Linked DNA regions of Sus scrofa: region 1 is linked to region 2. Evidence: chromatin contacts called from public Hi-C data. All regions are on one chromosome and are shown on one strand. Each heading gives the region's core, a stretch centred on a gene start, on an enhancer-like site or on the middle of the called end of the contact. The rest is flanking DNA. Distances are from core to core; before and after follow the strand shown. Region 1 overlaps LOC102168016 (a long non-coding RNA gene). Region 2 overlaps LOC102168016 (a long non-coding RNA gene).

Region 1 (2,769 bases), core at 93-2,592, 68 kb before region 2:
TGAGAGTTTGGATGTTACCTTGAACACAAGAGAGAGCTACGGAGGGGTTTCGAGGGAGGGCAAAGTAGACAGAGATCTAAATTTCCAAGCGTATAGGCTGGCTGTCGTGATAGGAGCAAATGGAAAGAGGACCAGCTGGAAATCTTTCCAGTAGCCTGGTCAAGAGAGGTAGAGGTCCTGAAATAGCACAGCGATGATGTGGAAGACATTTCTTTGGAAAGTTTAGAGGACCCTGTGGGAGATCGACTGGGTGGGGCAGAGAAAGAAGTCAGGGGCGATTTCAGATTTCTGGCTGGAGTGGTGCCATTCAAAAACCTGCCAGTGGCAACAGGAGCATGCATGAAGGTGGGGCAGAAAAAAAGTCCTCTTTGGTTCATTTTGGACAGTTCTGACCTGGCCCTTGGGACATCCCAAGGCCTGATTACATATCAGATGTTTGAAGATAGTTATATCATCTCAAGCTTCTTGCATGAATATTTGCTCTCCATTCCCATGATCCTCTGGTTTCCTCATTTCCAATAAAATCCAAAGGCACATCTGCACAATAGGGAGAGTCTGTTCTCCTGAACCCCACACTGAGGAAAGACGGACCCTGTGGAGGTCTTTCGTATTTTGTAGACGTCATTTTTAAAGATGACAACATCAGCATATCATGTTGAAAATATTCAAACACACGTAGAAGTCCAACGGATAATAGAGAAATCACCCATAACCCCATTTCTTAGCGAGATTATTAATATTTGGGGATATTCTCTTTCAATGTTTCTTCTATTCATGCATATTGGTTTTATCTGATTAATTTGTAGCATGAGCATTTTCCTAGGTCTCTCATATTTCCTGGAAAATATGCTTTTTTAAATGGCCAAATAGAGCCTGACATGGGTGTACTAAATTAAATTAATACCAATCATTAGACATTTAAGCCGTTTTCATGCATGTGTGTGTTTTGTTTCCTAGTTTGTTTTTGTTTCTGCTATTATAAAAACCTTATGTCAACCATGTTGTGTATAATTCTTGATATTCTTTTCTAATTCTTTCTTTCAGACAAATTACTGGAATGGTCCAAGGATTAAAAGATTTGAACATGTCCAAGGTTTCTGGTGCTTATGACAAAGTTCCTCTCCAGAGGGAGGAGGATGGTTTTGTTGAATCCTCCTGCCAACCGTGGAGGAATGTACGTGGCCACACTTTTTGGAACTTGAAATTTCTGGAAGATATTTGCTGATTATTTCTTGGTAGAAATCTGAAACTCATTCCTCCCCCAGGGATAGCCCTGCCCTGTGATTTGCAACTGGCCTGAGCTGGCTCAGCTGCCGCATATGCTATCATCACACACTGTCAACCAAATGGAACAAAACCTCCAGGGTCACTGGGGCTCTGAGCAAACACCAGAGAACAGTGGCTGGTCTCTTCTGCTTCCACAAGAACATGCTGCTTTAATAACACCCGAGAATGCTTTTGTGAAGTCCTGCTCTCCAGAACTTTCCCATCAGACCCAGGACCTGGCCAGCTATGTGGTCCGGGCCTGGCTTTCCTGAAATGTAATGACCGGCCAGCCCAGTCCCTGGCCATCTCTTCTGCCAGGTCCCCAAGCCCTATGCAAGGACCGTGGGGCATGCTACCCAACTGGCATCCAAGGAGCATGAACAGTATGCCTTGGCCCAGACCGTGGATGGACTCCCTGAGCAAGGGCTGGACAAGTTCCAGCTGACTGTGTGCAAACCAGCCCTCTCCAGCCCTTTCTATGAGATGCATGGAGTGTCCTCCTCGAAACCAGACTAACTGCTCAGTGGGGACCTGAGAGGGACAATGTAAGAGGATTTCAAGTCCAAGCAATATCAATTCCAAGTACAAATCACTGCAGAAGAGACTGGTCTGGACCTGGAGAGAAGGTCTCTGCTCCAGGCATGCTCCAGGCTGATTGGGCACCATGGCTCATCCAGCAGGGGAAGAAGCTGGCATGGGGAGGGGTCATGCATTCTTTGGACAGGAACACCTACCTCTTTTTAGAAGTAAACCCAGAAGGGGTGGCTGGTAGACAGTGGCACAACTAAGTAGAAGCAGGTAATACGTTACTAGGAGGACACATGACTAAGTTCAGGATAAAAGGCCAAAGACAAGGGGAAGTACTTCGTCTCAAACTTCATCTCATGCTGCAATTGTTAAGGAGAAAAGTGTTGAAGGCCAAACCAGAAATGGGTGATGAGGTGGAGGGAAGAAGAATTCAGGTGATACCGAGGGGGTAGAAGTGCTAGAACTTGAGGACTGGGACATTCAGGTGGAGACAGCTAATAGACTCCAATTTCCTCAACTGACAATGACAATCACAGGTCCTAGTACAAAGGGACTTTGTGAATCAAGTCAAATGGTGTGTGCAAATGCTTAGAACAGTATCTGGCTCAGTCAAACTCATTAAAAATTAGGTCCTAAAATACTATTTACAATAGCCAAGAGGTGGGAGCAACCTAAATGTCCATCAACAGGTGAATGGATAAAGAAGATGTGGTATATACATACAATGGAATACTACTCGGCCATAAAAAAGAATGAAAGAATGCCATTTGCAGCAACATGGATGGACCTAGAGATTATCACACTAAGTGAAATAAGTCAGAAAGACAAACACCATATGATATCACTTACATGCAGAATCTGAAAAATAGTACAGGAGTTCCTGTTGTGGCTCAGCAGGTTAAGAACCCAACATTGTATCTGTGATGATGCAGGTTAAGTCCCTGGCCTCAGTGGATTAAGTGCCTGGTGTTGCTG
Region 2 (2,745 bases), core at 98-2,597:
AGCATAGGCTACAGCATTGAACCACGATCAGACAGTGCATGACAGGCCCTGGGCTTACCCAGGGGCAGGCAGCTCCAAGGCAGGCTCTGGGCCATCTGGAGGAACTGCCAACTCCCCCCCTCCCGCAGGCGCGTGGAAGCAACAGCAGCTCTTGAGTTCCGACCTCTTGCCTGCCCTGTTTATGGAGACGACTTCTGAGAAACCATTTCCCATGTTCTCAGAACAGATAGTTGCAAGAAGAGGTAATGAAAGTATGGAGCTCGCAAATGTCACATTAGCGATAGAAGGAAGTACGCTGGTGAGAATCAGTCGCTGCAAAATTAATCACCCCGAGTGAGCGTATTAACATTTATAATCACAAGTGTCTTGCAGATCAGGTCTGCAGCAAACTGATTTAGCTGTAACCTGTTTGCCACACCATCATGTTTGCATTATCCAAGCGGCATGCTACAGGCTTGCCTCTGGCAGGCCGGGCTCTCCTAGTCTTGCTGGTGTGAAATGCTAGGCTCTAGCAGCCTCCAGAAGCCCCTTTTGCACCAGTCTCTGCACTTATGGGCTCCTGCCCTCCACACTCCACACCAGCCAGGTATGGACAGGGCTGGGGACTACTGAGAAAGATCTGGAACCCAGGCCTTCTGCGCTGTCTAACTGGGAGCCAGGAGATGGTGTTCCACTCATCCCAGACAAGCGAAAGCTCCTAAACCCCTAAGGAAATGTCAAGTGCCTTCCAAGTGCCCAGCTCCATCTTTCCCACAGAGCCAGCTTCCCTCCCCTCCAAACCCATGAAGCCCCCGAGGGACTGGTTGCAAATAACAGAATCTGCCTGGGGACTTACTGAGTTTGCAGGTGCCCTCCCACGCTCTTCCAGAAGGCCCGCCCCACCTCTGTCTCACACACACATATGCCTGTGCCTGTGTTCACACATGCACAGGGCATACACACACACACACGTACACGTGCATGCACACGCCACACACACATGCACACTGCATACACACATCACCCACACGCCCTTCCCCTTTGATGCCCTCCCAGGAGGTGGACCATCCATCCACAAAGACCCTGGAAAGTACTAATTACTAAAGATACTAATTACTAACTGATCTGCCCAAATTCACATGAAGAGCTCAGGCAATGTGGAAACCCGATCGAGCCCTGGAAGACGCGCACAGAAAATATACATAGGTCACGGCTACACCGCGCCAGAAGCCATTCTCATTGGCCCACGGAATCCTTAGCTGGAAATAGGTCCAAAAATAAACAGCGCTGGTGGGAGAGAGTCCCAGATAGGTTCAGATCCCTTCCAGCTGGTGTGCAGATGTGAGCAGCGGACGAGCCAACAGAAAGGGGGCTCCTTTACTCCAGAGTGGACTGCGATTCTGGAACAGGAGGAGGAGGGCCTTTGCTATTGTCCAGGCCAACTGGCTCCTTTTACAGCTGAGGAAACAGGCTCAGAGGCCTGCGGTGCACTGTCTGCAGCCTGGCAGGCTGTGTCTCCCTGCAGCCCCACCGGCCTGGGGCCTCCCCCACACCCAGGATACCAGACTTCAGAGGACTTCCAGAAGCTTCTTCCAATCGGGGGGCCCACCTCACCCTTCCCCTGCTCCCAGTATATCCCTCACCCCTCCCCTGCTCCCAGTAAATCCCTCACCCTTCCCCTCCTCCCAGGATATCCCAGCCCCGAGCCTGACAGCCTCACAGAAGCAGGGACGGAGGGAGACTCAAGGAGGTGGAGTCCTGACGTGGGCAGTTTGCACCCACCTCCAGGCCTTGGTTTCTCTTCTGTAAAATGGGAGGGTTGGATAAGTCCCTTCCAGCCCTCCTGCTCCCTGGCCCCGAACACTCCAGGGAGCCCGCAGAACCAGGATGCTCAGGAACTTGGCCCTGTGCTGCCTTTACACCCCTCTTTTCCAGGACCGGCTTCCCCCCCAGCCTGCTCCCACCTCAGCAGAAAAGCCCAGAAACTATCCCAGTTTCTCGCATCATGGGGAAAAAAAGCAAGAGTTGTTCACGACGAAGGATAAAAACCGATTCTGGAGAAGGCAGTGCTGAACCCAAGAGACGGGCAGGGAAGCTGAGCCCAAGCCTAAAGCTGGGTCATGTGACCCACAGCTCAGCGCCCTCCCGGGGTCACCCGGCTGCCCCAGGGGAGCATCCCCTCGGGGATGGGATGACCCCACATTCAGCTTCTCCTGCCAGTGGCTCAGCGGCCTGGCACTGTGTCTCTGGCACACACAGGGTCCTGAATGCCTTGTGTGGGAGACACCGCTATGTGCCGAATCTTCGCCAAGTCTCAGTTGCCCCTCGGCGCCATTCCTGCCCCAGCAGTGACCCTCCGCATGGCCTGAGACCACCTTCAAGGGGCACCATCCCCTGTGTCTCAGCAGCCCCACTCCCCTCTTGCCTCCTCACAGGGGCTCCCTCTTGCCACGTGGCACAGGATACTGGAGAGCCAGACCTTCTCCAGCCCCACACACGTGACACCTGGAAGGAAGGACAGTGCGTGTCCCCTCCTGACCCACAACTTTCCAGGGAAAGGGCAGAATCCCCACCCAGCACGTGGAGCCCTGGTCCCCTCCTCAGGGCATCTCCCCCATCCCCACTGCAATCGACACCCACAGTCCTGAGTCACTGCTGTCACCACCAGGCTCTTGCACAGGCAGTGTCCTCCTCCAGGAATGTCCCCTCTGCCTCTAGAAAGCCTTCCCGTCCCCAGTATGAGCCGGCTGCTCTCCCCCTGGGTCC

What was found. A called contact is a pair of places that touch in the nucleus more often than the background predicts.
Region 1: a Hi-C map of skeletal muscle shows a contact between it and region 2, with 2.5 times the contacts expected there. The contact joins two enhancer-like sites. A contact is called at or near these places in 10 of 47 Hi-C or Micro-C datasets (alveolar macrophages, brain, embryonic fibroblasts and 4 more) and 1 of 2 datasets of contacts at active chromatin or transcription factors (skeletal muscle).

Annotation. Positions count from the first base shown.
Region 1 is chr3:12,175,279-12,178,047 of Sscrofa11.1, reverse strand. All of the region lies in intron 4 of LOC102168016 (a long non-coding RNA gene), which reads right to left. Among named protein-coding and RNA genes, the nearest start is that of CASTOR2, 140 kb to the right of the region's middle. Within about 2 kb of position 1,342, at least 4 of the 83 cell types and tissues checked have an H3K27ac peak or open chromatin away from gene starts, as enhancers often do. A contact at or near this core is called in skeletal muscle, where this site is marked.
Region 2 is chr3:12,106,998-12,109,742 of Sscrofa11.1, reverse strand. The region is part of intron 3 of LOC102168016 (a long non-coding RNA gene); the gene reads right to left. Among named protein-coding and RNA genes, the nearest start is that of CASTOR2, 68 kb to the right of the region's middle. Within about 2 kb of position 1,347, at least 9 of the 83 cell types and tissues checked have an H3K27ac peak or open chromatin away from gene starts, as enhancers often do. A contact at or near this core is called in skeletal muscle, where this site is marked.